7 separate regions of the Mus musculus genome follow, and all the other regions are linked to region 2. The links are chromatin contacts, called in public Hi-C and promoter capture Hi-C maps. All regions are on one chromosome and are shown on one strand. The core of a region is the stretch at or near the end of the contact, and the rest is flanking DNA. Distances in the headings are between cores, read along the strand shown.

The links. Promoter capture Hi-C pulls out the DNA fragments that hold promoters and counts their contacts. A called contact is a pair of places that touch in the nucleus more often than the background predicts.
Region 1: a promoter capture Hi-C map of liver shows a contact between it and region 2, with 5 times the contacts expected there. The contact joins the promoter of Rad50 here to the promoter of 9530068E07Rik in region 2. A contact is called at or near these places in 6 of 39 promoter capture datasets (the 3T3-L1 cell line, cranial neural crest, frontonasal cranial neural crest and 3 more).
Region 3: a promoter capture Hi-C map of hippocampal neurons shows a contact between it and region 2, with 3 times the contacts expected there. The contact joins the promoter of Pdlim4 here to the promoter of 9530068E07Rik in region 2. A contact is called at or near these places in 3 of 39 promoter capture datasets (hippocampal neurons, liver and pre-B cells).
Region 4: a promoter capture Hi-C map of hippocampal neurons shows a contact between it and region 2, with 4 times the contacts expected there. The contact joins the promoter of Slc22a21 here to the promoter of 9530068E07Rik in region 2. A contact is called at or near these places in 2 of 39 promoter capture datasets (cranial neural crest and hippocampal neurons).
Region 5: a promoter capture Hi-C map of embryonic stem cells shows a contact between it and region 2, with 5 times the contacts expected there. The contact joins the promoter of Kif3a here to the promoter of 9530068E07Rik in region 2. A contact is called at or near these places in 1 of 39 promoter capture datasets (embryonic stem cells) and 2 of 115 datasets of contacts at active chromatin or transcription factors (astrocytes and embryonic forebrain).
Region 6: a contact with region 2 is called in a promoter capture Hi-C map of hippocampal neurons, with 4 times the contacts expected there. The contact joins the promoter of Slc22a5 here to the promoter of 9530068E07Rik in region 2. A contact is called at or near these places in 2 of 39 promoter capture datasets (hippocampal neurons and liver) and 1 of 115 datasets of contacts at active chromatin or transcription factors (astrocytes).
Region 7: a Hi-C map of B cells shows a contact between it and region 2, with 5 read pairs. The contact joins the promoter of Grm6 here to the promoter of 9530068E07Rik in region 2. A contact is called at or near these places in 1 of 39 promoter capture datasets (liver) and 1 of 484 Hi-C or Micro-C datasets (B cells).

The regions. Positions count from the first base shown.
Region 1 is chr11:53,705,567-53,708,669 of GRCm38.p6, forward strand. It overlaps Rad50 (RAD50 double strand break repair protein), which reads right to left and starts at 1,753. Exons shown (of 25, transcript NM_009012.2): 1 at 1,361-1,753; 2 at 419-502. The coding sequence starts at 1,489.
Region 2 is chr11:52,394,823-52,397,880 of GRCm38.p6, forward strand. 9530068E07Rik (RIKEN cDNA 9530068E07 gene) reads left to right here and starts at 1,606. Exons shown (of 3, transcript NM_153117.2): 1 at 1,606-1,781. The coding sequence starts at 1,646.
Region 3 is chr11:54,067,577-54,070,276 of GRCm38.p6, forward strand. Pdlim4 (PDZ and LIM domain 4) reads right to left here and starts at 1,441. Exons shown (of 7, transcript NM_019417.3): 1 at 1,264-1,441. The coding sequence starts at 1,356.
Region 4 is chr11:53,978,998-53,981,877 of GRCm38.p6, forward strand. Slc22a21 (solute carrier family 22 (organic cation transporter), member 21) reads right to left here and starts at 1,336. Exons shown (of 10, transcript NM_019723.3): 1 at 468-1,336. The coding sequence starts at 860. Gm30927 (predicted gene, 30927) reads left to right here and starts at 1,034. Exons shown (of 4, transcript NR_168634.1): 1 at 1,034-1,340; 2 at 2,312-2,400.
Region 5 is chr11:53,566,075-53,569,125 of GRCm38.p6, forward strand. Kif3a (kinesin family member 3A) reads left to right here and starts at 1,295. Exons shown (of 18, transcript NM_008443.4): 1 at 1,295-1,457. The coding sequence starts at 1,452. It overlaps A430108G06Rik (RIKEN cDNA A430108G06 gene), which reads right to left and starts at 1,239. Exons shown (of 2, transcript NR_168001.1): 1 at 763-1,239.
Region 6 is chr11:53,890,290-53,893,008 of GRCm38.p6, forward strand. It overlaps Slc22a5 (solute carrier family 22 (organic cation transporter), member 5), which reads right to left and starts at 1,414. Exons shown (of 10, transcript NM_011396.3): 1 at 858-1,414. The coding sequence starts at 1,250.
Region 7 is chr11:50,849,312-50,852,146 of GRCm38.p6, forward strand. It overlaps Grm6 (glutamate receptor, metabotropic 6), which reads left to right and starts at 1,374. Exons shown (of 11, transcript NM_173372.2): 1 at 1,374-1,528; 2 at 1,820-2,316. The coding sequence starts at 1,831.

The sequences.
Region 1 (3,103 bases), core at 503-3,002, 1.3 Mb after region 2:
GTGTGTGTGTGTATGTGTGTATGTACACGCGAATGTCTGTGCATGACACAAGGTCAGAGAACTCATTGTGGAGTCAATTCTCCCCTCACCCTTCTTAAGTTTGACCCTGGCGTGACCAGCAAATGTGTTTACCTGCTCTTGTCAGCCCTATTGTGCTTTAATAACTTCACACTGTATGACAGTGCTCTGGGGGGAAAACCCCGAAATGTACCATTAGATAGGACTATGATCTCTGCTGGGTTAAACAGTACATAGGAAAATAAAAATGCCAACAATGGTTATCACTGGGTGCGTCCACTGCAGGTGACCATCTTCTCTGCATACTTTCCACTCTAAGGTCCTCTACAATAAGCAACCACTACTTTTAGAATTATAAAAATTTAATTCTTAAAATACAAAACTTTACAGACACCATTACCTTGGGATCATGAACAAATGTATTTCCTTTGGTTCCAGGAGGGAAATCTCCAGTACAAATATACTTTAGACATTCAATGATGGTCTAAAAAAAGAGCAAGTTGTGTGTTATTTAGTGATGAGAACCACAGTAGTTTATGACAAATATTCATTCACAGCCAGGTGTGGAGGTGTGTATCTACAATTCTAGCATTTGGTGGACAAGAAGATCAGGTCAGCCTAAGCTATGTGGGATGCTGTGTCCAAAATAAATAAATTAAATAATAGCAAAAAATATGTATACATGTAGCTAGTGATTATAAGCGCTTTATTATGTCTTCCTTCCAGGAGATCAAGGCTAAGAACAGACCTGGTACAATGTCAAGTAACATTTCCACATAAAAGTCCACCTCCTGACATTCAACATCCAAGTTGGTATTTCTGGCTATCTTGCAACTTATTGTGTAGATCAAACTGGCCTCAAACTCATAGAAATGGGCATGTCTCTGCCAATCTAGGATTAAACGAGTGTGTCACAACGCATTGCCCAAATCTTCAGAAGTAATAAAATAATTTTCCAGCGTTAGGGCTACTCTATCAGCTTCATGTCCACAATAAGTCTTTTTTTTTCCATCGTTATGTTTTACCAGTAGACATGTTTTGCAACTCTAGGTTACCTATCTCTCATATTTAAAAAAAAAGCTTTTTGGAGGGGCTTTTGGGAGGTCCCAGTTGGGCACAGGTAGGTGGCGAGAGTCTGCTACGCTTCCGGAACTAGGGGGCGGGGCTGGGAAGCAGGGGCGCAGCCGGCCTTCCCCGGGAACGAGATGCCAGAGCGGAGCGCACGCGTGGGCTTCCGACACTCCGAGTTGCTGGGCCGGACCGGCTCTGAGGTCCCCGAGGCCCACGCAGCGCGCAGGGCGACGCCCTAAACACCTTCTGGGGCCCTCGCCTCAGGACTTACCGTCTTCCCCGCCCCATTGGGTCCAACCAAAATTGTGAGGGGGCTGAAGAAAGAGATAATCTGCTTATCTTTATCCTCTATCCCAAAACTTCGCACGCCCAGAATGCTCATCTTTTCGATCCGGGACATGTTTGCACCACGTTCCTTTACTCAGTGCCAGGGGCGAGTTTTAACCTCAAGGCGGAAGCTGGGCAAGCCGGGAAGGAACGCCGCGAGAGGACCCAAAAGTTCCGAACACGCGCTGCGAGCAGGAGCTCCGGTGGCGAGAGCACTTCCGGCCCCGCGGGCTTCGGTTTCCCGGGAGGGCGCGGGCCGGTTAGGGTCTGCACAGCCCAGAAAAGCCAAGCGAGCCAGCAACCGTAAGCTCGCACATTCCCGCCTCGCACGACCTGGGGTCACGTGGGGGCGGGCGCGTACTTGTCCACGCCTCTCGCACGCCCGGGGCATGCCGGGAAGTGGGAGTCCTAAGCAACACGAGCAGGACGAGTAGCTGTTGTCTTTTAGAAGTTGGGCAGGGAGGCAGCTGCCACCTATCACTGTTTGCTTTGACGTTTTGAGATCGGGTCTAGCTCTGTAGGCTCGAACTTGCGATTCTCCTGCCTCAGTCTTCCAAGCGTCGCTATTACAGAGCCTCCTAGCCCATCTTAAGTAGCGAAGACCATACTTTACGTCCACATTTGGATCCCTGGACCGCATGGGTAGGCTGGGGTGCAGTCGGAGACCCCAGTTAGTGGTTTGTTAATGACATCTACTGTACGGACAGTACTGTTTAACAGCGTTTTTCACTGTCACTTTTTATTATTATTATTATTTTTTTTTTTTTTTTTGGTTTTTCACTTTATAGTGGCGAGTAGTTTCTCTTGATCACGTGACTGTGGTGCTGCCATTACAATAGACTGCACTCTTGTATATATTTTTCCTTTAGAATAAATCAGTTTTCATTTCTACTAAGCTGTAAATGTTGCTAGTTAATGCTTACATAGGCTTGTGTTGAGATCCTTGCAGAGCTAATGGTTTTGTGAGCTGGAGAGGTGGCTCAGTGGTTAAGAGCACTTGCTCTTGCAGATTGTCGGGGTTCAATTCCCAGCACCCACATGGTGGCCCCAACCATCTGTAATTCCAGTTCCAGGGGATCTAACACCCTCTTCTGACCTCCCTGAGTTCCAGGCATAGACATGCTGTAATACATGCAGGCAATACACAAAGTATATATGTGTGTGTAGGCTTTTTTTAAAGTTTTGCCACTGAACTATTAGTAACATATACAATGCCTCCACCCTCAGCAGTATTTAAAAGTGCAAAAGGAGTTTAAGACCAAAAGTTTGTGGACCCAAAACCAGATGCTGTTCCAAGACAGGGTTCTTATAAGTAGGAAGAAAGTCCGCTCCTGTCAACAAGGTCACAAGGTAGGAATTAGGTAGAAAGGGGCTGGCTATGGAGGCTCAAACCTGTAATTCCTGCACTCAGGTGAGTGACTGAGGCAGGAGGATGCCTTTCACTGTTAAGTGTGGACTAAGAGTGAGACCCTGTCTCATACAAAAATAAAAGGCTGGCCTGGCGTGCCCAGCCCTGATTCATAGATCAACAGCACAACTCTTGGACCTAGGCTCACAGAACATGTCAGAAGAGGGGGTGAAGAGATTGTAAGAACCAGAGGTCCAGGAAACCTGTGAGATTGTGTCTCCTAGAAATGACAGAAAATTTCACACATGATACCATAGCAATATGGCTGCCTAAACAAGA
Region 2 (3,058 bases), core at 356-2,855:
GAATAGGTTCAAATGTTCCAAAGACATACGTCTATCACTTTTTACATTTTGTAAAACAAACCTCTCAGTATACAAAAATATAACCCAGCAAGTGGGAGGTGAAGGTGAAGGAGTTCAAGGTTATCCACTGGGTAGAAAGGGATTTTGAATGCCGGTGCCTGGCAAACACAGAAGTGGATGCTCACAGTCAGCTATTGGATGGAACACAGGGCCCCCAAAGGAAGAGCTAGAGAAAGTACCCAAGGAGCTAAAGGGGTCTGCAACCCTATAGGTAGAACAACAATATGAACTAACCAGTACCCCCGGAGCTTGTGTCTCTAGCTGCATATGTAGCATAAGATGGCCTAGTCGGCTCGGCCATCATTGGGAAGAGAGGCCCCTTGGTCTTGCAAACTTTATATGCCTCAGTACAGGGGAACGCCAGGGCCAAGAAGTGGGAGTGGGTGGGTAGGGGAGTGGGGGGGGATATGGGGGACTTTTGGGATAGCATTTGAAATGTAAATGAAGAAAATACCTAATTAAAAAATAAAATTAAAAAAAAAAGGAATTTTGAGGCCAGCCTGGGCCACTTGAGATCTTGTTTCAAAACCAAAACCAAAAGGGTGCTGGAGAAATTATTCAACAGTTTAGAGCAATTGTGCTTGTAGAGGACCAGGGTGTGGTTCCCAGGAGCCACATGGGGTGGCTCATAATCACAGCAACCTCCAGCTCCAGGGGAGTAGACGCCCTCTTCTGGCACTGGAGGGCATTTGAACTTACACACAATTTTACTCTTTCTTTATTGTTTCTTTAATGCTTATTTTATCATTATTATTTTTTGAGACAGGGTTTCTCTGTGTAGCCCTGGCTGTTCTATAATCGCTTTGTAGACCAGGCTGGACTCGAATTCACTTAGATTTACCTGCTTCTGCGTCCTGAGTGCTGAAACTAAAGATATGCACTATCACACCTGGCTAGTTTTAATTCAGAAATGATTGCTTGCATATATGTTTGTGTACCCCATATGCCTAATGCCTGTGGAGATCAAAAGAGGTCTTATAGTCAGATCCCCTGGAACTGGAGTTAGAGGTGGCTGTGAGCTGTTTAATCTGAGTGCTGGGAACCAAACCCAGTCCTTTGCAAGAGTAGCAAATGCTCTCAACAGCTGAACATTCTCTCCAGCTCCATATATATATATATAATCTTTCTTAAGTGTATTAAACTTGTGTGTAGTTGTTTTACTTATGAGTTTCTGCATCAGTTATACGTCTAGTGTTTGAGGATGCCTAAAGAGGGCACCGTATACCCTGGGACAGATGGGTGTGAGTCCTCACATACAGGGGTGCTTGGAATCGAACCCAGGAGCTCTGGGGGAATCAGCCAGTGCTCTTAAGCGATGACCCCTGAAATACATCTCAAAGATGACAACGATAAACCACAGAGCAAAACAAAAAACCACCAGTTGAAAATAAATCCGTCCCATTCGCCTTTTTTTTTTTTTTTTTTTTTAAGCACCCTTTTCTACACTCCCACGCTAACCTTTCGGGTTCAGAGATGCAACGTCATCACGCCGGGACGTAGCTGCTTCGGGAGTGCGCTTCGGACGCGTATCTGACGTCACCTCGCAGAACCTAGCAACAGCGCAGGCTCGGGGGCCGAGTCCGTTATGGCCGCCTCCGCCCTGGGCAGAATGTGCGGGGCTGCACGAGAGAAGCTGTCTCCCGGGCCGGGCGCCCGGGGCCTCGGGGCTCTGGCGCGATCTCTGGTGCTGGCGTTGCTGCTCGTGCCCGTCCTGTGCTCTGGTAATGAACGCAGGGAGACGGCGAGGGACCGGGTCGGGCCCGACGGGGACGGAGCGCCGCCGACTCACGGTGGTTCCCACCGGCCGAGTTCCCGCGCCCAGGGCTGGGCCCGAGTTGGGAAGCGCTCCCAGTGCGGTCTCCCCAGGCCTGAGAAGTGGGGTTGTGAGATTCAGAGACCCGAGTAGGTGGGCGGGGACGGGAAGTCCCCGTGTCGTGGACGGAGTCTCTGAGAATACACTCCCTGGAGGAAGGGCGCTCGGTGTGGAGGGGGGAGGTCCCCAAAATGGGGAGTACAGAGATCTCGCAGACTGGATAGGAAACAGGCCGAAGAGATAGTCGGAGTTGGGGAGAGTGATGTTAAGAGAGATGCTTGAGGTTAGAGGGACAAGCAAGGCTAGGCAAGTTTTTGTTTTGTTTTCCCCTTCGAAATGGTGAGGTCAGAGATAAAGATAGGGACAGCGACCCAGTGTTGGGACTGAATTGATTGACTGTTCCAGAGTGGAAGAGGGGAGGAGCTGTTTGTGGATTCCATCTCTGAGGTCTGAGAAGTTCTGGGGCTTTTGGTGTAGAGGCAGAGTCCGGGGACGCTGACCGGCTGAGGGCCTTGGAGGAGGAGTAGAGTTTAGAAACAAAGGGAGAGAGCGTGTCTGCGGCAGATGCCCTTCCTTGAGCTGAGGTTTTACCGAACGCCCTCTCGCCTCATTTGAGAAAAACTTTCTTTTCTTGCAGATGCTATAGCATAAATCAGGATATTAAAGCCGTTCTTGAAAGTGAAATCTGTAAACCGAGGCAGAGATTTAGCAGGAGAAACTGAGCATTGTTGAGTAGTCATATTTTTCTTTCTGTCCAGCGTGCAATCATTTTCTCCCCAAGTCTTTATTGATTTTTTTTTTCAGATGAAAACTTAATGTGAACTGGGGCTGACTTCCTTCTTTGCCCAGGGAGACTCTCCAGCCAATCACCCGTCCCTTTATTACAGTGCTGGGTTGCATACATAGTTTCCTTCCTCAGCAGCACTGAAAGCAGGCAGCTGACTGCCCTAACTGGAGGGTTTTGGAGTCTGTGGGAGGAAAGACTAGGTTTTCCAAGGCTCTTATATCTTGGGTAGAATGTAATGAGGATTTCCCTGGTGGATGCAGACATAATTTTGATCTTTAATCATCTAGAGCAACAGTCTGTAACTGCATCTTTAGGAGTAATCTGACACCTGTGGCTTCTTTGGGTACTGCACCTAAGTTTGTGTCTCACACACACACACACACACACACACACACACA
Region 3 (2,700 bases), core at 191-2,690, 1.7 Mb after region 2:
CAGGGTGCCTGGCCTGCCGGCTGGCCTAACACCCTCACCGTTCTTTCTTTGTAGATACACAGACCCACCAGGCAGACATAGATGCTCTGCCCCCCCCCCCCCACTTCCCACCCCCAGCGGGGATCTCTAGGGAGAACAAGGAGATGAAAGTCACAGGGATGTGCTGAAGGCATACCTCACTTGGCCCCAGGGACCTAGTGGTAAAGACAGATGTTGGAAGCCTCCTAGGACAGCTGGTCCTGCCTGTCACCCAGGCCCCCATATAGAGGATTCCACAATTCCACACCCACCCAGTGACTACCTCTTCCCAAGAACTGAAAAAGAAATCTCGAAAGCTTAGCCCAGCCTTCAGGGCCAGAAGAAGCAGCAAAGTGGTTCTCCAGTCCCCCGACACACTTCCCCAAAGACTCAAGCAGCCTCTGTGGGGTGAAGGGATGTCCACATCTGTCCCCTCCTTCTGGACCCAGAGCCACTAAGGGCAGAGCCTGGGTTCTCTTCTCTTTTGGCTCCAAGGCTGGGGAATCCCTGCCTCAGGCCGGAGCTCCTCCCTGCTCTATCTTCAGACCAACTCCCTCTCCAGGGCTGTGCCCCCTCCTCTTTGCCTCTGCCTTAGATCTAGGAGCAGGGTATGATCCTGGGACCCGTGGGGAACTGGGCTGAGGCTGTCCTGGTCCATGGCTTTGTGTTGGTTTGTAAGGAGGGGGAACCATGCCTCATTGTCTCCCCCTTGCCTGGAAGCTAACAGTCCCTCTTGGTCACTTCCCCCAGAGTGACTGAGGCCAGAGAGGAGAAACTGAAGTTCAGAGTGGGGAAGTGGGTGGACTTCCGAGGACAGCAAGACCCTCCTAAGGCCACCCGGACCTTTAACAGGGGAAGTGGGTTTTCAGTTACTTTGCCCCAAAACTTCAGGCAGGGTTGGATCTGAGGAGTTTCTGGGCCTCTGTAGAGCTGTCCAGACTCCTGGCCCATGTCTGAGGGTTCTTCCCTGGCCCACAGCAACTTCCCCTAAAGAAACTTAGCAGCGGGAAGTTGGTGTATGAACTCTTGGGGATTCTCACCACCAAACGGGGCAGGCAGGCTGTGCGGGAAGCGGGGTGGGACTGTGTTGCCCTGCTGGAACCCCCCTTCACATTATGTGGGTCACCAAGACCAACACTCTGCTTTCAAGCTTTCGACACGTCGAGGATCTGGGTCCTGGGTCTACTACAAGGACAAGGTCTAAGCCCCGGGACTACCCCGCTGCCCCGCGGGGGTCGGACTCACCCGCGAGATGGTGAGGGGAGCACTGAAGTCCCGGCCGCCCACCAGGCGGAAGCCCCAGGGTGAAGGGCCGCGCAGGGTCACCGAGTGGGTCATCGCGGGCCGGAGCTGCAGCCAGAGCTGGAGCCGGACACGGAGGAGTCGCCGCCGCTGTTGCCGCCGCCTGGCCGCCGCGCCCCGCCCCCGGGCTGCCCGCCCCCGATCCCCCCTCCGTTCGTGCCCGCGCCCCGCGCGCACACCGATTGGTCCCGCGGACTCCCGACCCTCCCACTTTGGGGGCTCCGAGGACCCGCCCCTCACTTTCCCAGGCTAAACCCCGCACCCCCCACCCGCTTATTGAAGCCCCCAGAATAGGGTCCGCTTGGATGTCTGAGTTCTGCCTGGCTGAGGAGCCGAGCAGGCTGTGGAAACTCAGACACTAGGCACCGGCCCTTTGAAGTCGCTTTTACGGGCCGGTGCTCTAGCCCGGGGAGGGATGCAGGACTGCGGTGGCTCTGATGGGGGATGGGGCCGTGCCTTGTTCCCAAACCACTTCCACGTTCTGGCGGGCCAACCTGCCTCCCCACCTTTCAGCGCATGGAACCCTCTGAACACCGGCACACTTAGAACCTTGGGCTTGAGAAGCCCTGGACTAGGGACACAGACCCAAGACAGCAGCAGGCCATGGATCTATTTGGTGGGCTACGGGGGGCGTGGGTGCAGTAGAAATAGAAAGGTGCCCAAACTAGTTTGCAAAGGCAAAGCTGATCTCCTAGAGGAGTTGACCTTTTTCTGGCATCTAGAAGCAAGGCGCATGTTTTTTTTTTCCAGGTACCCCACCCCCCACCCTCGGCTTCTTGGGCCTTGTCTTGTTTCCATCTCCCTTCAGGTCATCTTGTCTGCCAGGGGTGTTGTATCTCTTAGCTTTCTGGAAAGGAGAGCAGGCTGGAGCAGTGCCTGTCTCCCAGTGGAGGAGCAGAAGTATTTGGAGCTCGCCCCCACCCCACTCTCCAGGGCTCCTCTCTTCCCCAAGTCTTCACTTCCAACCACTGTGTGCCCGGATGTCCTTTAACAGCTTCTGGAGGTACAATGGTTTGGCCAGACTACTCTCTGGGTACCTCAGTCTGACCACATCAGCCATCAATTGCTTCTCCATACCCAGAGGAGGCAAGATCCTAGTTAGTCAATATTCTTGGCAACCCTGTGTTCTCTCTTACCCTGTTGTGACATGTGACACGTGAGTGACTCGGACTGTGTGTGTGTGATGCTGATGCTCACAGGGTAAGAGATGAGAGGGACCACTGAATCTCCTACATCTGGAAAAGAGAAGAACTGTCAGAGAGCTACAATGTAGGGGTGTCTGTCCTGATGTCTTCCTGGTGACAAAGAGTAGGACAACTTGAGAGGTACCAAGTAGGAGATCCCAGGCCGCTTGAGAGGTACCAAGTAGGAGGTCCCAGG
Region 4 (2,880 bases), core at 86-2,585, 1.6 Mb after region 2:
AACAGTTTCTCCTGGGGCATGGCAAGACTTCATTTTGGGGTAAGGATAGGTGAGGGAAGAAAGAATAACTCCAGAAAGGGTAGAGAGTTTGGAACACACGTTTCTTTAACTTTAAAAAGTTCTGCAAAGAGTCTTTCCTTTCTGAACAGAGGCTAAAACCTGTGGTCTCTTCTCTGGAGCAAGTCTGAATCCGGCCCCTCTGAATCACATCACTACCTCGAGAAAGTCCCACCACTCAGGGTCTCAGGGCATCTCCTAGGGGCAGAACCTTCTGGACTCTATCTTCAATGGGACCCTATGGACGGATGGTCTGCCAGACATTTGTCCTCTGAGGGGCGTACTATGGCTAGAAGTCATCTCATAAAATGTTCTTAAAGGATGCTCATCACCAGGGAGCTTGTGGTTAAACTAAGGAACAACCATTGCCTGCGATGTCACCAGACCCTGACAGGGGGGCTGTCACCTACCTCTGTCACGATGGTGGACAGGAAGATGTCCTTGTCGTACTCCCAGCCATCCAGGCAGTTCTCCTGCTCCAGCTGCTCCAGGTCCACGTCCCGTCCCGGCTCCAGCCCTAGCTCAGAGAAGTTGGCGATGGTGGCCAGTCGGTAGCGGCGGCATTTCTGAGGCACCTCTGGTCCGTCCTTCGTCTCCATCGGGATACTGTGGTTGCGCCACGCGCTGCTCAGGTTCACGGTGTCTGGTATCCGGCAACGGTGCTCCGGGATCGCCGTCAGGAACACGGCTGACAACCCAGTAAAGCCATTGGGGATGATGCTGGCGCTGAGCAGGAAGAAGATGAGGCGCTGGAAGGTCCCCCACTCGCCCAGGAAGGCGGTCACCTCGTCGTAGTCAAGCATAGAGTCGGCAGCCCACGGCGTCCCGCCGGGAATCCGAGGATACTCGGGCGCAGTGGGCGGCGCACGGTTTGTCCGTGCACGCGGAGCACCAGTCACTCGTCGAAGAGGAGTTCGAGAAAGCGTCGGGAGACGTTTTCCACACGGAGAAGCTCGTGAGTTCCTCCCGCCGCCTCAGACCCCGCCAGCGCCAGAGACACCGAGGACGTGAGGCCATGATGGACTCCGCGCGGAGTCTGGCCTAGACTGCAAGGCCGGCCGTGCAGTCCTGAGGCGAACCGTGGGGTGGGCGCGGCAGGAGTCTGAGTGATCCGTAGTGGGCACTGGACGCGCCTGTACGTGAGGCGGGTCTGGTCCCGGTCTCCGAGCTGGCTGGACAGTGCGGAAGCGGGATGGAGCCTGGCTTCAGAACTGCGCGGGTGTGAGGGAGCCTAGGAGTCCCTTGCCTACTACTCTGAGCTGTTCGCTGAGGAACGCCCTGAGGTAAAGTCCTTCCCAGTCGAGAGCAAGCGAGTCGGGCTGGGGGCGGGGCCGCTGTAGTCCCCGCCCCGAAGCTGCTGCTAGAGGGAGGGACGGGTCTTCTCAAGCCACACCCCCCGAGCGAGTCGGGCTGGGGGCGGGGCCGCTGTAGTCCCCGCCCCGAAGCTGCTGCTAGAGGGAGGGATGGGTCTTCTCAAGCCACAACCCCGAGCTGGTCCCCAGGGCTCCTTTGGGGGAAGTTGTGACCAAGCTGGGTGTTGACTTGGAGAAAGGCGTAGGATTTCGGTATGAAACACCCTCTCAACTTTTTGTTATGGGTCAGAAAGGGATTGTATCCCACCAAAAGTCTTCTCCTTCAATGGACCTGAGTTCAATTCCCAGCACGCATTGGAGGCTTACAACCTTCTGGTAACTCCAGTTCCGGGGGAACTAATCCCCTTTTCTGGTCCCCTGTCACATATAGTGCACAGACATACATGCAATCAAAACGCCCACTCACATAATGTCATATTATAATAATCATTAAGAGATTGAGACAAATTTTGAGGCTGTGGTCATGAGGCTGTGGGCAATGAATTTCAATTTCTAGGCTCTGTTCTGTGCTTTATGTTTTTAAAGATTAAGAAATCATTCAGTTATTCATCAAATCGACTTAAGCAAATATAAAAATTTAACTTCAAGATTAAGGATCTTAGTCTAGGATTATACCCTCAAATTAGTTATTTTTTACAGTTAATTCAGGAGCTGACTGGTGATCTACATAGTTCCAGGCCAGTCAGGACTACACAGTGAAACCCGTCTTAAAACAAACACAGAGCCTTACAATGAAATCCATTGTTTTGTGCAAATAGTATTTCCTAAAATTAAAAAGATAAGGTATAAAAATAGCAATTGTGTAATTCTAAAGTAATATTGTCAAATGAAATGAGAAGTTACATTTATAATTTTATTTATTTATTTATTTACTTATTTAGATGGGGCCTACTGTATTTCCCTGGCTTTACCTGCAACTTTGGTCACAAATGACCACCTGCCTCATCCTCTCTAGTAGCAGGGACAACAGGTGTGTACAGCAGATGCACATTATCATTAAAATTGTCTTGGTAGCTGTTGTATTCGTAACTTTTCTGGTTACAGAGACAAAAGCAATTTAAGGGAGAAGAGGTTTGGGCTTGTGCTTAGAGGGTAGAGTCGGTCACTCTGGGAAGGCCGGGTGGCAGGAGTCAGCTTGTCACAGTCGCCTCAGTCAGGAAGCCAGGAGAGAGAAATGCTGGTGCTCAGCTTGCTTTCTCTCCTCTTACTTAGTCCTGGACCAAAGGCCATGGAACAGATGCTGCCTCTCTGAGGGTCACTCTTCTCACTCCAACTAATGAGATCTAGAAGCTTCCTCACAGACACCTAGAGGTTTCTCTCTTAGGTGATTCTAGACCCTGTCAAGTTGACAACAATAATTGTCACAGCCATATTAATAAAATGTCCAGATCTAGTAAATAAAAATTTTACGTGGTCAGATTCAAGTTTTGCATAAAGAACTAACAATTTG
Region 5 (3,051 bases), core at 45-2,544, 1.2 Mb after region 2:
CTAACTGTGATGTATTGAAGAGGAAGTTTTGAAAGAAGACTTTTTTTTTCTTTTTTTTTGAGACAGGGCTTCTCTGTGTAACCATGGCTGTCCTGGAACTCACTCTGTCAACCAGGCTGCCCTTAAACTCAGAAATCCGCCTGCCTCTGCCTCCCAAGTGCTGGGATTAAAGGGGTGCGCCACCACTGCCCAGCAAAAGAAGACTTTTTTACAATTAAGTATATGTGTGTCTCTATGAGTGGATATATGCATGTGAGTACAGTTCCCACAGAGACCAAAAGAGGGCATGGGATTCCCCTAGAGCTGCAGTTGTGAATGCCTGACCTGAGTGCTGGGACCCTAACTCCAGCCCTTTGCAAGATCAGTATGCATTCTTAACTGCTGAGCCAGTTCTTCAGACCCAAGATGAACATTTTGAATGTTAACACAGAACACACTTTATAATTACTTGCAACTTAAACTCTCCTATAACTTCCGGGTGTGATGAAGATGCCTTTAATGCCAGCACTCGTGAGTCAAAAGATCTCTGTGAGCTCAAGGTCATCCTGGTCTATCCAGTGAGAAACCCCCCCCCCCAAGACAAACCAAAAACAAAACAAACTCTCCCATAACTGAGAAACCCTAAGCAGTTCTGTTGGGCAAATGGCTATTTAGACGGAGCTTCTCCTTTGAGTTAGGTCTCAAACTCCCAACAAATGGTTGAGGTGCCTTTTTCACATATTAAAGCAGACCTGGATGCTCCCAGCATCCCTCAGTCCCTACCTGTTACAGGGTTGGCTGGCATAGTCCACCCCGTGAACCTTCCGGCCCAGGTGCTGAGCTGCCCTTCTGGGGTCCTTCCCTATATAATCCATCCATTTTGACTCTGCTGGTCATTTTCACTTTTTTTCCCCCTTTACCTTCCTGGCCTGTTGGTCTCCTTGGTCTCCGCTCTCTCCTCATATGGCTGGATCAGGGTCCTGTTCATTCAAACTTTTGGTGCAGACAGATAGTAGAGATAAACAGAACCCAACCCCTGATATTCCTCATAAAATAAGGAGTCATCAGAATCTGGTACGCTATTGTCCACTGTTGTTTTCAATATTTGGGACACTGCCAGCGCCGGAAGCTCCTGGCAGTCTGAGCGGGTCAGATGTCCTGGTGGCCTCAACATGAACCAGCTTTACAGAGCAGAGCGATGGCAGCACCCCGCAGGCGTTGCCCCAGTCTAGCGTCCATGGAGATGGACGCGGAAAGGCCTTGCGCATGCGTACTTCAAGAGCCCAGGACACCCGAGATTGGGCGGGGCGAGCTCAGAGTGCGCCTGCGCACTGCCCTCTGTAGCTGTGTGAGCCGCAGTCTCTGGAGCGCTAAGGTGTTGCGGTCGCCTGTGGCCAGCCTCGCCCCCAAACCCGGTGTTGTTGGGCTGCATCCGGAGTGGGGACGTTGGCGGAGCACCGGACGCGGCCACCATGCCGGTGAGGATGGACAGTCGGCCACGGGGGCTTCGGCTCATCGTGTCGGCCCTGCTCGGGGGCGCGGCCGTTGCCATAGAAGCGCGCGGCGGGCGGGGCAGGGTGGCCAGGCCGGGAGGCCTTGGAGGAGAAGGGCGGTGGGGCGGCGGGGCTGGGGTCCGGACGCATCGGGGGCCGCTCGGGACCCGCCCAGTTGCCCCGGAACGCGTTGCATCTCGCCAGGCCTGCTCTGCCAGACAGAAAAGCACCGCGCGGACAGTGGAGGCTTGGTGGCTGCGCGTGGCCACCATGGTCTTGCGGATGCTCGGAACCCCAGAGTCTACGCTCTGGCCCCCTACTTCCCTGGGTATAAGCTGTCATTCCGAGCGGGCACCTTAGCTTATGGTGCAGAATGTAACCTGTAGGTGTCTTTGTGCGAGTATGCGGTGGCGATTTGGTTACCTCCTAGGATTTCACGGATTGTTATCGTGCCATAATAAGGGGGTGGTTGTAAGTCCCATTGGAGAAGACTTGAGCCATGGTAGATTATATATTGGTTATGGGGCCTTCGATGGTTATTTACAGCGTCTGGGCCCTTAGTTCCTACACATTTAAACTTTCCTTCTTGGGGTTTTTATCAAGGCAAAATAAATTAATGCACAGGACACTTGAAGGACAGGGCTTGACATTTAGCACAAAATGCTCAGTGTTTGTTTATATTTATTGCTTTATTGAATAATGAATATTCAACAAAGATTGCGCACTAGCCGTATATATGTTAACTATGCAGGCGGTAAGGTTGTGCTAGGTGTTTTTAATTCAATTTTTATTTTATGTGTATGAGTGTTTGCATGTATGTATGTATGTGCACCACGTGCCAGGGGAAGGAAGAAGAGTGCATGGAATTATTTGGAACTGAAGTTAAAAGCAGTAGTAAGCTGCCATGTGGGTGCTGGAAACTCAGCCCAGGTCCTCTGTAAGGTCCTCTGTAAGTGCTCTTAACCACTGGCCCATCTCTCCAGCCTCATTACCAAAGTTTTGACTTTGGAGAAGAGGTGAAAACCATATACATTTAACAGAGAAAAGACAGCCTTAATAAATGAAGTGAGTAATCTGCATATGGCAGAAATTGGATCTGGTGAATTGGAAAAGGTTTCCATAAAGGAATGCTGGCCTACAGATAACAGATCTACTTTTGTTTTCAAAAGACTTAAATTGCTATATTTGTGAAGTTTCTCAGTTTTAGCAGATGACTAAAATACTTAAAAATGCTTTGAGCCAGCTGGCCAACACTTTGAAAGGTTGAGGGAGGAGGATTTAGAGTTTAAGGCTGGTCGGGCAGTGGTGGCACCTTTAAACCCAGCACTTGGGAGGCAGAGGCTGACGGATCTCTGTGAGTTCAAGGCCAGCCTGGTCTATGGAGTAAGTTCCAGGAGAGCCAAGGCTACACATAGAAATCCTGTCTCAAGTTCAAAGCTATCCTTGGCTTCATAAAGAATTCTAGGCTGCCCCGTGCTTCATGGGACCCAGTATCAGAACAAAACAAAAATACTTTGAGGCAAATAAAAGGATTTTATGGGTTGAATTCAGACCCTTGATTCCTTGTTTGAATCTCAGA
Region 6 (2,719 bases), core at 164-2,663, 1.5 Mb after region 2:
TCCCTGATACTCAATGAACCAGTTGCTCAATAGTATCACAGAAGATTCTTCTCATATTCTGCATATTCAATACTGCTGAGCCTCCAGGAAACTACAGTTGGTGCCCAAGTCCCCAAACACATCCACATGCACCATTAAATGGCCTGCCACACCCCCAGCAGAGTGACTGAGAAATGTCAAAGTCACCCAAGAATAAAGTGCAAGGGGATGAGGAATTAGGTTTCCATCGCTTTTCAGAGTAACCTTACATGCCTTACCGAACCTCTCCAGTGATCTTGTCCCAGAATACTGTGGAAAAGACTCCATACCAACAAGTCACCCTGGATAGATCTGCAGACACATGGGTCCTTAAGAAGTAACAATCCATCGCGGGCAAATGGAAAACAGTTTCTCCTGGGGCATGGCAAGCCTTCATTTTGGGATGAGGACAGGTGAGGGAAGAAAGAATAACTCCAGAAAAGGTAGAGAGTTTGGAACACACGTTTCTTTAACTTTAAAAAGTTCTGCAAAGAGTCTTTCCTTTCTGAACAGAGGCTAAAACTGTGGCCTCTTCTCTGGAGCAAGTCTGAATCCGGCCCCTCTGAATCACATCACTACCTCGAGAAAGTCCCACCCCTCAGGGTCTCAGGGCATCTCCTAAGGGGCAGAACCTTCTGGACTCTATCTTCAATGGGACCCTATGGACGGATGGTCTGCCAGACACTTGTCCCCTGAGGGGCGTACTATGGCTAGAAGTCATCTCATAAAATGTTCCTGGGCCACCTGACTGGAGGATGCTCATCAGCCTGTGCGTTGGACGAAGGGCTACAACCGTCGCCGCGATGTCACCAGACCCTGATAGGGGGGCTGTCACCTACCTCTGTCACGATGGTGGACAGGAAGACGTCCTTGTCGTACTCCCAGCCATCCAGGCAGCTCTCCTGCTCCAGCTGCTCCAGGTCCACGTCCCGCCCCGGCTCCAGCCCTAGCTCAGAGAAGTTGGCGATGGTGGCCAGTCGGTAGCGGCGGCATTTCTGAGGCACCTGTCGTCCGTCCTTCGTCTCCAACGGGATACTGTGGTTGCGCCACGCGCTGCTCAGGTTCACGGTGTGAGGCACAAGGCAACGGTGCTCCGGGGTCCCCGCCAGGAACACGATGGACATACCATTGAAGCCATTGGGGATGATGCTGGCGCTGAGCAGGAAGAAGATGAGGCGCTGGAAGGGCCCCCACTCGCCTAGGAAGGCGGTCACCTCGTCGTAGTCCCGCATGCCGTCCTCAGCCTCCCACAGCGCCCGTATGGGAATAAGGGGACACCGTGGCGCGGGAGACGGGGCGCTGAGAGCCTCTGCGTGCAAGGCTCGTGAGTTCCCACCGACGCCTCCGACTCGGCCACCGCCAACTTTACATAGGGCCTGAGGGCGGGGCGGGCTCTGGGCATGGGCCTGGGCCGCAAGGCCCGCCCCGCCGTCCCGGCTCTGAGGCGCGGCGCGGCGCGGCACGGCGGGGGCGGGGCAGGGGCCTGAGTGACGCACAGTGGGCGCCGGCCATCGGCCGCGCGTGCGCCTGAGGCGGAGCCGAGCTAGGACTCAGAACTAGCTGGGCGGTACAGAAGGCGGGGCTGAACCGGGCTTCAGAACTGTCAGCGAGGGAGGGGTGTGGCTTCATTCGACCACGCCTCCATAGTCTCTACGGGGCCCGGGTTGGGTGAACACTTCTAGTTCCGCCCAGACTGGAAGACTGAGGCGGGGCGTCTGTGAGCCACGCCCCTAACAGGTCCGCTCTAGGGGGCGGAATTGGGTCTTTTCAGGACACTTCCTGGAGCAGGTTCCCAGGGTGCCCTTCTCTTGAGGGAAAGGGTGACTTTGAAAAGTTTGTGTCCAAGGCCATCCTGGGAAGACCATTCTGGGTGTTCAATGGAAAGAGGCTTAGAATTTAAGCAGTAAACAGCCCACCTTCTCAAATTTTTGTTGTGGTTGAGAGATATTGTGAACCTCGGAGAGTCTCATTGACAACGACAGCCTTTGTTGCAGTTTTTCCTGGAAAGACTGCCATCTTTTGTGGCTGCGGAGATAGCTCAGCTAGGACTCTCTTTAAGAGTCCAGATTGCTCCTCCAGAGGACCTTGGCTTGCTTCCTAAAAGGCATAGGGCAGCTCACAGGCCCAGTAGGCATGCACTCGGCACATTAGACAAAACAGACTTGCAGGCAAAACACTCATACACATAAAATAAAATAATAGTTATATATATTTACATATAATATATACATATATTAAAAAGGGGTGGATTTTGAGACTGGTGATGAGAAAGGTGGCAATGAATTTTAATTCCCAGACTATTATGTTCTTAAATTATTTTGTTGTCTTTTGATTTAAGAAATAGTAAAATTTTGACTTCAAGATTAAGGATCTTAGTGTAGGATTAATCTCTCAGATTTGTAATTTTTACAATTAATGCAGGAGCCAACTTGTTAAAAAACCAAAACAAAAACTTACCAGAGTTTGTGGCAAAGGACCTTAATCAAGTCTGGTCTTTATAGCCAGTTCCAGGTTCTCAAATAAACAACAACAACAAACTTTACCATGAAACCCATTATTTTGTCCTAGTAATATATTCTAAAAACCAACAACACCCAAAAACAAAACAAAAAACAAAAAACCGACCAGCAACTGTATGATTCTGAAGCAACACTGTCTAATAAAATAAGAAGTTACCCTTATAATTTTATCTATATTTATT
Region 7 (2,835 bases), core at 124-2,623, 1.5 Mb before region 2:
AAGAGAAACGGGCGGGAAATAAGAGACAGACCAAGTAGATCCATCAAGGTCTGTTTATTGAGAGTAAGGTTACAGAATATAAGCGGCAAGGAGGAAGGAAGTAAAGAGGGAGAAACTTGCCCGTGCCTCAGCCCGCAGGCAGGGGTGGTTCTGCACAACTGCCCGGGAAGGTGCTATCTACTCTTAGCTCAGGGGACATTCTGTGTTTTTTCACAGAAAGTTTGCAGATACTATTATCTGCCCTTGATGTTGTGTCAGCTGTCATTTCAAAAGGTCGGAAGTCTCTCCTCCAGGAGGGAGCGGAACTTTGGCTTATGACTCAGTGTCAGTCCCCAACATCTCTCAAAAGGTCCGAAGTTTCTCACGAAGGAAGGGGAGCTTTGGCTTATGGCTCAATGCCGGTCTCCAACACAGAGAGAGAAGAGAAGGAACAGAAGGAAGAGAGAAAGAGACCAAAATGTCTGGATCACATAGGGAAGAACCTCTGGGAAAAAGGCAGCCCAGCCCCTGGGCTGGAAAGTTCAGGGTGGGAGGCAGGGTATGTCAGGTAGGGACTGGGGGATGCTGGGAGATCCCTGAAGTCAGGTCTGCTTTGATATGCAAACTATGCACCTTGTCCCGGTCCCAAACCAAAAGGGAGAGAACTAACTCTGGCGTGAGAGGGCATGTGCCGCATATCACACACACACACACACACACACACACACACACACACACACACACACACACACACAAAACCATGCACGCTCGCACACGATAGATAATACATACACCAATATCTGAAAAGAGAAAAGGTTCTAGTGGTCAGGACAGAGAATGAAAACGGCAGGAAGGCAAGAAAGTTTGAGAACGTAGGGGGTGGGGTAGGGAGACACTACGAGTGGAATAAGCCACGTTTGGAGAACGTCTAGGCAGATACAGAAATGCAGAACACAGAGAGACCGAGACCAGAGCAGCGTCAGACCGGCTGCAAGGCTCTTGTTAGGGGCTTTAGAAACACCTGTGTGCTCTCCCGGAAGCCTGGTGCAGTCAGAGAGGAAGCTTGCTTCCCAGACAGAGATGACACAGTTTCACAACCTGTCAGACCACCTTGCAGGAGAGACTGAACCCCAGCAACCAGAACCACTTGGCTATGCATGTCCTTTTCTGTTTAAACCTAAGTCTCTGAAGACCGACCAGGGGAGTCCCTGGACTTCTTTGTTCCTCTTCTCGGGGTGGCGGGACTGATTGTGTAAATCTCTTATCTCCAACTTTCACTCTTATCTGTCTCTTTAATCGGCATATTGAGGATGAGTGGCCAAGCTTATTGGTGTTGCTGGGTCAGACAATTTAAAGGCAGTCTAGGGGAGAAGCAGACCCAGGGAGTCAGAGAGGCAGAGAGAGAAGAGAGCCCTTCCTCCACTCTCAAGCTCTGGAGGGGGTCTCTGCCCTCACCCTCATCCCTCCCCAGAATCCTTAAATCCTCTAGACTGTAGCTCTGATTTTACAGCTGTCACAGACTCGTCCTACTAGCCAGAGGTTGGCTCAGGTAAGCACCACTGGGGAGGTAGCCTAGGGTGCGCTGGGGTGGGTCCAGAGGAAGAGCTGCCCAGAACTGTGGGGGAAGGAGCGGGACCGACCATCAACAGGGGGACTTTTCAGGGAGAATGAGAGCAATCCTCTGGAGGCCTGGGAGAGGCTGCTGAGTTGCTGGTGCGCGAGTCACCAACTTTTCCTGCGCTCTCGGTGTCCGGCCAGAATCCCGAAGTGGCAGCTGAGCACGGGGTGGCAGCTTCGTCCGCCGGCTCTCAAGGCGTCCCGGTAACTTCCTTTCCCGCAGTCCAGGAGCAGATGGGGCGGCTCCGAGTGCTGCTGCTGTGGCTAGCCTGGTGGCTGTCGCAGGCGGGCATAGCTCACGGTGCGGGCTCGGTGCGCCTGGCAGGCGGCCTGACGCTGGGCGGCCTCTTCCCGGTGCACGCCCGGGGCGCCGCAGGGCGTGCGTGCGGGACGCTGAAGAAGGAGCAGGGAGTGCACCGGCTGGAGGCGATGCTCTACGCGCTGGACCGCATCAACGCCGACCCGGAGCTCCTGCCCGGTGTGCGACTAGGCGCGCGGCTGCTCGACACCTGCTCGCGGGACACCTACGCTCTGGAGCAGGCGCTGAGCTTCGTGCAGGCGCTCATCCGAGGCCGCGGAGACGGCGAAGAGGCCAGCGTGCGCTGCCCTGGGGGCGTCCCCCCGCTGCGCGCCGCGCCTCCTGAACGCGTCGTGGCGGTGGTGGGCGCCTCAGCTAGCTCCGTGTCCATCATGGTCGCCAATGTCTTGCGCCTGTTTGCGGTGAGGGCGGGCGTCTGTCACCCGTCGTCCCTCCCAGGTGGTCGATACCTTTACTAACTTCTGGAAGAATCTGTTTCAATCTCTCCCAATCATCCAGATTAAAAAGGTTTTGTCCACAGAGGCAGATCAATTTTCCCAGCTTGGTTGGTCTGGCATCTTTGTGTGAAGGGTACCCCTTTCTCCAGAAGTCTGTGTCCTGACAAGGTTGGCTAAGGGCAGATTGAACCTAGACCCACTTGTCCACCCATTCAGGTTCTGCTGACACCTTGTTCAATCTTGCAAGGTGCTTCCTCTCGTGAGCACCTGTAGGTGACAAAGATATTTAGATTTCAGGGGAACTAGGCCCTTCTTTAGAAGTCCTTAGAAGTGGCCCTGAGCTATCCCTGAAAGCAGAGTACTGAAGGGGGGAGTGCCATCCTTTTTTTTTTAATCGACATTTAAATTCCATTTCAAAATGCTTGCCTTAACCCGTTCCGGTGCCCAGGGGGTGGGGGGTTAGGGGGTGGGTTGGGCTCTAAA